Regions from separate parts of the Danio rerio genome. Here region 1 is linked to region 2. The links are chromatin contacts, called in public Hi-C maps. All regions are on one chromosome and are shown on one strand. Each heading gives the region's core, a stretch centred on a gene start, on an enhancer-like site or on the middle of the called end of the contact. The rest is flanking DNA. Distances are from core to core; before and after follow the strand shown. Region 1 overlaps ncoa2 (nuclear receptor coactivator 2). Region 2 overlaps ncoa2 (nuclear receptor coactivator 2).

Region 1 (4,269 bases), core at 299-2,798, 55 kb after region 2:
TTAAAGAGAACAAATGTAGTCAAAGGGTGCTGAACCTCTACATAGTATTACAAATTATTTGGTATTTTCATTTTGTGTTTATTTTTTAAGTAAATATTCCATTGTATAATCTGTACAAAGTATGAAGCTGACTGGTCAGTTCTTGTCACCTGACTCGCAGTGCGTTTGCAGCATTCTTTCAACTAGGCACACATGGACACGCGTCTCTATTGTAAATAAAGAACTTATATGCACAAAAGACGTGATATGTGAACGGGCTCCGCCATACAGCAGTTAATCCAGTGTGTAAACTAGAGTACAGTTGGCATAATTTTGTTTAGCTGCAGCAGTTTTGTTCTGTATAGAAACGCGGTGTTGAAAACCCTTTACAATTAATTAAACGTGATGAATTAAAGCGTGATTAATAGTGAAATTGGTTAATTGTTGCATTCCTAATCGGAAGTTTGGTTTCATTTTGTGAAACGGGAAAATAGACTACTGTCCCCCACTAAGCAGAAAGACATGTTCACTTGCACAGGTATTGAACGTGGCTTTCGTCCTTTGGTGTTTTCATGTACAGCTTTTTGGTCCAGAAACGACCCAACGCAGTTGGATTTTGTTGGTGCTAATGGTTTTTCTTCGACTTGATGTGTTCCAGCTCTAATACTGATACTATAGTTTTTGGTACTCATCACTACCGATATCTGCATTTACATTGCATTTTAAATTTTGAACAAATATCTGTTAGAGAAACCAAAGAAATATCAAGCATGTTAGTTGCCTTAATTAATTTTAGAAAACTATATATATAGTCTTTTTAACACTTAATTAACACTCTTGCATGCATTCACATGATCGCATTTGTGTGATTAGCCTTGGCCGGTCCCTGAAGCATATGATCACACCAGTGTGATTAAAATGTCGGGAGTGCGCGTCATCAACTACTAAAATTCAAATCTGACGATTTCACTTTACTAGTTGTACTTCTACTTTTTTTGTGTGTTTGCCATCATATTTTATCTTTAATTGAATGCCTTAGAGCACATTAATGCTATTCCATTGCAGAGGCATAAGAAATGACATTCATATTAATAGGGTTGCATTTATGTATTTTAGGCATACATATTATAAGTAACTGTAATCACATTACATAAAAATGAAAAGTGGAAAATTAATTTAATTAAGTAACTATTTACTTTGTACACTGACTACAGCATTGAAATGAGCATCAATTTTTTTCTATCAGACAGTTGTGGAAAAGTTTTCCATCCACCTCAAAGGTGTGAGGACGACTCCCAAGAGTTCAGAGTCTCTAAGCTTTGGTCACTTTACTAATATAGAAGCAAGTGTCAGTGTTGATAGTCTGTCATGTCACGTGTGAGATATGAGTCTTCCAGTGCCTGAAAAACAAGCCCAGAAAGCAACAGCAGCTCTTGTGGAACATGCATTCACATCCCGCCCAGAGAAATGTTTCAGTCTGTGATTCATTTGCTCTTTTCCTCCTCCTCCTCCTCTTCCACCTCTCGGAGTCACCCAGAGTTCAGGGTGCATTTGAGACCCACTTCTCCACTGGATCATGTTGGCTTTGGTTTTGGCCCTGGCTGAGGTTTTAGAGAGTGTGTGTAACAGAGAGATGAGAGATGTTTAATGTTGCTCTTCCCCTTTCTCTCTCTCTCTCTCTCTCTCTCTCTCTCTCTCTCTCTCTCACTCACACACACACACACACACACACACAATGTTTAATTTTTGCTGGGCACTGTTGGTGTGTTGAGTGATGGAGCGTCTGTCTTTATGGCCCGTGTGTGCCAGCTGCTCTATTAGCCAGCCAGTTCACCCTGGCGCTGGAGACGGACAGGAGGAATGTGTATGTACAGAGGGTTTATTAGAGACTGCGAAGCTGGGCTTTCGTGTAGTTTGGACTGAAGACCACCCAAGGGCTTCTGCAACATAAGCTGTGCGTTGTGCATGTAATGTAAAAGCCTGTTCACTTTAACTCTGATGTAAACAAAAGGACCTGTATCTCCGGCGCTAGTAAAACTAAAGACATAAGGAATGCGTGATGGTGTGATTCAGGAGTTTATGACTTAATGAATCATCCAAAAAGATTTGTAAACATGGAAGTCACAGCTTTATGTCATTCTAACTGAATGAACTCTTTGAATCAGTCATAGAGATTTCTGAATCAGTGTTTGCTTGCTTGAAGAACTACAAGTTAACTTTTGGTGATTTCCTTGTTGAAGTTTGGATGTTTGGGGACAGTTTGGCTCATGTTGTAGATGAAGCTGCAGTATGCCACTTTGTTTTGGTTAGCAAGCTTGTACATTACCAGACAGTGTACAAAACCATGTCTTTATTTTAGCCTGATTCACAGTGGCCATATTTATATGGACATCAGTTATTGAATTGTTTTACTTAATCTGAATAAGACAATAATATGATTAAGGTGTTTACATGAGTTGCTTTTTGAATGCCTGTTTTGCATGTTATAGCACATAATTCGATTAACGTCATTGCGTCTCAACGCTATTCATATTTCCCTTTGGAGTGTCATGTAATTTCGGGTGTTTCATTTTTAATTTCTTGACTTTAACTACAGTTTGTCACTTCCGCTTTTTTATTCGGAAACATTTTATGCATGACCCTTTTGACAAACATGATAATGGATGGAGTATGAACTGCTGGAAGAGTGTTGTTTTAAAAGAATTTGAGACCACACGCTGTATGGTCCTTTGCTGACTCAATAGGTGCAGAGAATAGTGTCAAACAGCCTTATGTGTATAAACTGTCCTGTTGCAAAATCTGACAAAGTCCTACACAATGATAATAATTTGATTAAGTTTTTTACTGCACTGCACTTAGTTCGATTATGGCCTCAATCGGATTAAATTAATTAAAAATGCCTGTTTACATGGTAGTCTCTTAATTTTAGAGTATTGTCTTAATTGTATTAAAATACGGACTATTGCTATCCATGTAAACGTACTCTTTGGTAAGTAATAATCTTTTAATGTAGTATAGTAATTAGGGTTGTGCTGAAAGATGATGCCATCGTCTATCGCCGATGGCTGACAAACTTCATGATGCTGAGCTGGCATTGCGATCCATTGCTCCTCCCCACATTTATATTGATATATAACTTATTATTCACATGTCATTTTAATAGCAATAACGGTCTTTTCATGAGCTGAGTTAAATGTTACATATAGCTGCCACTTGCACCACTGACAGCATCTTGAGGATTAAATGAAGGATTATACAGCACCTCTCATGCTTAAAATGTTTATTAGATTCAGTGGCAAACGCTGTTACCTGCAAACCCTGTCCGACAGACTATATAGTGAATGGCTTTAGTCATTTTCATAGCAGACTTGAAACCATGGAAGTCTTTTATCCACTTTTGGAAAAGTGTAAATGGTGGATTAACATTCAGCACATGATCACTAATAAGATGTGCTATTATTAGTAACTGTAGGTAAATCTGTCAGTGTTTTTTTTTTATTCTCTCATCTTCAGCGCTTCACGTTTTCGAGGTTGAAGCTCCTGTCATCTGAAGACAGAAGGCATTGACTGAGTGATTGACAGCTGATATTAACCAATCATTCACATTCAGTTCTAGAATAGTGAGCCAATAAGAAGAGCACAAAGGCGGGGCAAGCATTGCGTGCATTTTTATTTTAGCAAGTTCACATAACTGTTTATCTGTTCCTGATCGCTGTGTTGGCGTTTGTAGGTGCAAAGATGCATTCTGCATAAATGTCTCCTAAATCTGCGCACGAGGTGAGGATTTTGCAATGAAAACAATGAGAATGTATGCACTACAGTGAACTCCAACCAAACTCTTGTGTCCTTCAGCTGAGGGAAAAGCCATTTGAACAACACAGATCACTGTGCCTATTCATGCCAGAGTCCTGCGTTTAAAAAAAAAAAAAATAAATAAATAAATAAAAAATTTTTGACAAATGGTCATTTGTTTGTAGCTTTATTTATTTATGGTTTGTTATGGGTAAAGCAAAGACCATGTGGGTCAGGTAGTAAAACTGTAAGCTACAATTAATTCATTCATTATGAATTAATTGATATTTAACTGTCACCCAACGCCTACGAAGACTATGTAATGAAGCAATTTAATGTTATAAAGACCAAAAAAATAACATCTGTGACACGACTACTTTGAAAATCATGCAGTCTGAACTCGACATAACCATTAATAATGTCCATTAACCATTAATAATGTCCTCATTCAGTCATTGCTGAATAAAAAAAGTATTCATTTCTTATTTCTACTAATTT
Region 2 (4,669 bases), core at 1,541-4,040:
CAGCAGAATTACAATCATTCTAAGTTGGGACAGTTTTGGGGTTGACTTAAAGTTTAGACTACAAAAGTTTCTGTAATTCCACCTTCCTATCTGTAGTTAAGATAAGGAAACGCACTTAGGAAATGCTTTTCTGTAATGGCTTTTGAGCTAAATGTCATCCTAAGTGAATTACCATGGTTACAAAACGGATATGATAAGAGATATAAGATTTTACAGTTAGGATCTTTCTTTAATACACCCCCAGAAGATCTGTGTGTTAACTTTATGAACAAAATGTGTAAGTATTATTCATTTTTGTTGTCACAAAGTAATTTTTTTTCGGAATATTGCAAATTCTAATAGACCCTATTGGACGTTTTGTTCAGAGAAACAGAGTAATGGCATATTTTGGGTTTGTCTACAGAAATTCTTTAATTAGTTAAATGCCTATTTCTTATAATTTAAAATTTACAAAGCTTTCTTGAGCTACTTCAGACTGACAGACATTACTTTTACAGGAACCTCTAACACAGCGGTGCCCAATTCCTGTCCTAGAGCGTACTCACACTAGGTACAGTTGCCTTAAATCATGCCGAAATGCCATTGTCCTCCCCTCTCCCCCGACAGTCTGCACCCACACTGCATTTTGCCTTTTGAGCCGAGCACGCTTGCGTCAAAGATTATGCGACTTTTCAGTTGAACAGAAAGAGAAGCGCTCTCGATCAGCACAGTGGAGATTTCTTTAGTTATATTGTTTTGTATAATTTTTAGTTGTTTAAGATGCAGTACACCCAATTAAATTTTGCTGAACAGATCCACAACTTTTGACACAAAAATTATCATAAATGTAATCCTACTGCACGCCGGCAGTTATCTCTCTGCAACTCTCACATGGTCACCCACTGAAGCTAAACAGGGCTGCGCCCAATGAGTACCTGTATGGGAAACCACATGGAAAAGCTAAGTTGCTGATAGAAGTGGTGTTAGTGAGGCCAGCAGGGGGCACACAACCTGCAGTCTGTGTGGGTCCTAACGCCAAAATATATTGATTTGGAGTCTATACTGCTCAGTAAGCACCGTCTTTCGGATGGGATGTTAAATCGAGGTTCTGACTCTCTGGTTATCAAAAAATCCCAGGATGTCTTTCGAAAAAGAGTAGGGGTTTAATGCTGGCATCCTGGCCAAATTTGCCTACTGGTCTCTGTCCATCATGGCCTGGTAACGAAGCCATAATCGGCTTCATCACTCTGTCTCCTCTCCACCAATCAGCTAGTGTGTGGTGTGCAGTCCGGCGCAATATGGCTGCCATCATTCAGGTGGATGCTGCACACTGGTGGTAGATGAAGAGATTCCCCCCAATGTTTAAAGCGCTTTGAGTTTCTAGAAAAGTGCTATATAAATCTAAGGAATTATTATTATTATTATTATTATTATTATTAGGAGGTTTGCTGAAGGTGTAGCTGACATGCAGTGAGGGATTTGTATCTTTAATAAACTATGACAGTTTGCGTTCATTGAAAGGTAAGAATGATTAATAAATCCATATGAAACAATCACTTAAATGTGACGTTGCATCTTAAGTTTTGGTTCCAGGCGCGCTTTACACCCACACTACAAGCGTACCACACCAATGCCAAACTGAACCATTCTCCCGCATACCTTTTCCAACCAAGTTAAATTGGAAGGCCCAATTCGGAGCACTCACACTTGTCAAACGAACCGGAAAACTTGCCTGAGCATGGTTCAGAAAGTGTGAGTGCATCCCTAGAGGGTTTAGCTTCAACCCAGACAGGCTCAAGCACACTTGAATAAAAGTTTTGTATGTCTGAAGACTTTGATAAACTGATTCACTGAGTTTTATTAAGATTAGAAATAAACTTAAGGATATTAGGTCAGTGGCACTGCTGCTTTTAGATGTTTTAGAACATCTTAACTTGAACACTTGAACCAGCTAATAAAAGTCTTCAGACTCACAGGCAAGCTACAGGCAGAGATCAGCTTGATCAGATTTGGATCTAAACTCAGCAGTAAAGAGGTCAAAGTTGAGAACTGTTGCTTTGGATGTGGCAAATACACCTTGCCCAACAAATGTTGAAATAACTTGTTATAGGTTAAATAATTGCTTTAAAAGATCGATGTAAGGTGGCTCTTGTTTCCATAAAGTCTTGGGACATACGTTAAGACTGTTTCGACCAAAAACAGAGGTGGCGTTTAAGCTTGTCGACAATCTAATCTTCCAAGCTCGGTTTGTCAGCTGCAGAGTGTGGACCCTCCCACCGAGCATTCGCTGGAGAAGTTTATTGATTTTTCTCACTGCATCTGTGCCTCTTGTAACCCAAAACCCATCAATACACATCAGACATTTAACCCCCTCTCCGTTATACTTTCAGTTACGGTAATATAGTTAACCCCGCATTTCGAAATTTTCCAACAGGCTCAGTGCTAGAGCAAACTGTACACTTCTGATGGACAGATAAGGGAGATCCATTCATCTCCCTTTGTTTCTAGCCACAAGCATTGTCTGCCCATGAGCTGCTCCAGACCCAGCCGTTTGCCGTTTAATGTGTTTATTATACGGCGCTCTCCCTGTGGCAGCTTGAAGTGGCTGTCAGTTTAAAAGATTCATGAATGTGATTGGCTTCGGTAAATGGACGTTGGCTTTTTGGGCCTGCATGATGCTGGTACATTAAGACCATTACATTCTCAGTAATTGTGGAGCTTATGAGTGGCAGGAACATCTCTCTTTCCCTCTCTCAGTCAAGCCATCTGGGACAGTGGCTGGAGACCAGGCCTGCGGCTCAGGGGAGGAGAGTGTGTCGATCTCCTCCTCCTCCCCTCCTCCTCCTCATCTCTCGCTCTTTCAATCTCAGTCATAAGCTCATTGCCATCCCCATCCCCCCTCTTGTCCATCGCTTGTTTACTACAACTTCTTTCTAGACTTTCAAGTCTTGCACATATTCTCCATCAGCACTGATAGGTTTCATTTCCTTCACTTCCTGTCTCTGGTCGTTCGCGCTAGCTGACGTTTCATCTTCAGGCTCATTATTGTCAGAAGAAGAGGCTGTAAACACAGAATCTCCTGCAAATCTCCCTCAGACACTCGCTTGTAATAAAGGCCCATCTGTTCTGCATAACCACGATCCCCATCGGCCTTAGGGATCTCTCCACACTGTAATCAGTAATGTTGGGTAATAGCTGTGGGTTGTTCGCAACAGCTCCACACGCTCTTGTGTACCTTGGCTTCGCGTACATCCACCCCCCCACCTAGATATTTAACTCATTTCAACTTCAGGCTGGATTTGGGCTTTGTGCCATCAGATGAGCGCGAAGGTTGGATTTACGTGGCGAGGTTTAACGTATGATTATTATGCAATTCCCTTTGGATTGAATCGTACTCCGGTCTGCATAGGAGGGTCAAACAAGGACATTGTTCTTGACAGTAAGGCTAGTCATTACCCAAAACCCTTCAAAGACCCCTGAAGCGGTGCCCTCTCTGTGTTCGAGGCCCCTACAAGCACAGGGTGTGTCACCAGTCCTGATCCTTCTGAGCTGTTCAAGCCACAAGATTACAGGGATGGCACATGAAGCTTTGGTGCAAGCTGCCTCTTTGTCTACTCCAGGAGAATGATAGATTGAGTCTCCCTCTGTTGCTCTCTTGAGATGCCTGTTGGGCTTTGTTTGGCAAGTTTGCAACTGTCTTTTGGTAGGTGCACGTTAACCTGCTGTAAGCTGCTTGCAAAGAATCTGTCCCATAGTTTGAGCTGGAGATTCAAGATAATATTGTCTTTTCCTTGTACAGTAGATTGTTTAAAATGTACTTTATACATGCATACAATGATTTGTGTTGAGCATTTGCCTTTAAATGAAAATTTATTTGCATTTTCAAAAACGCTGTTTATATTTTGTTTGCGTTTTATTATACAAAATAATGGAATTGCTCTGTTTCTTAGTATTTTTCTCTAGAATAAAAATTACATTTTTCAGGGTCTAAACATGCTCAAACTCAGAAAACTTTGCACACTAAACAGAAATGGTAAAAAATTACGTTTGTTATAGGTTCCAGAAGTAGGTATGGCAAAATGGCTCAACGGTGCCACCTATGCACTCTTGACTGAGTGGCCCCTGAGCTACAATTCACTCACAATATGAAAATAGGCACACGCATCAAACATGACAATACCTATAAAAAGTCGCTTGCAGCAAAATCCAAAACCCAACAGGAAGTTGGATATTTTTAGCTTCCTTTGCCAAATAACTGCAGTTTTTAGCAGTTCCAGGCTTTGTACTTTAATGAATGCACCCTACCGATTTTATTAGATCAACATCAAAAATAAGTATTGTCACCCAAAGGCATTGGCAATGTTAAAATGCGAAGATCTAGAGTTTTCGTTGAAGAGCGTGTCTGTGGTGGCCTCACAAACTTTGATGTTTTGCCATGAAAAAGGACTTTGTTATAACTCAGGCATTCATTGTCTGATCTGCCTCAAAATCCACACGTTTGATTAGAGTCCTGATTTGAACAAGTTTACATGCCAATATCTAGTTAGTCATAACACCACTTGCTAAAAACGGTAAATGACAGCAAACTCCTTCTAAAAATTTTATCAGATTAAAACACGAGTTTTGTCGGACTAATCCAAAGGCCTTTGTGAGGTTAAATTGTGAAGATCTAGGGTTTCATCGAAGAGCA

Evidence for each region. Hi-C and Micro-C count contacts between places; a contact is called where the count stands out from the background.
Region 1: a Hi-C map of an unstated tissue shows a contact between it and region 2, with 1.4 times the contacts expected there. The contact joins two enhancer-like sites. A contact is called at or near these places in 2 of 18 Hi-C or Micro-C datasets (caudal fin and an unstated tissue).

The regions. Positions count from the first base shown.
Region 1 is chr24:15,832,118-15,836,386 of GRCz12tu, forward strand. All of the region lies in intron 7 of ncoa2 (nuclear receptor coactivator 2), which reads left to right. Among named protein-coding and RNA genes, the nearest start is that of prdm14, 85 kb to the right of the region's middle. Within about 2 kb of position 1,549, at least 9 of the 62 cell types and tissues checked have an H3K27ac peak or open chromatin away from gene starts, as enhancers often do.
Region 2 is chr24:15,775,646-15,780,314 of GRCz12tu, forward strand. All of the region lies in intron 2 of ncoa2 (nuclear receptor coactivator 2), which reads left to right. Among named protein-coding and RNA genes, the nearest start is that of ncoa2, 70 kb to the left of the region's middle. Within about 2 kb of position 2,791, at least 26 of the 62 cell types and tissues checked have an H3K27ac peak or open chromatin away from gene starts, as enhancers often do.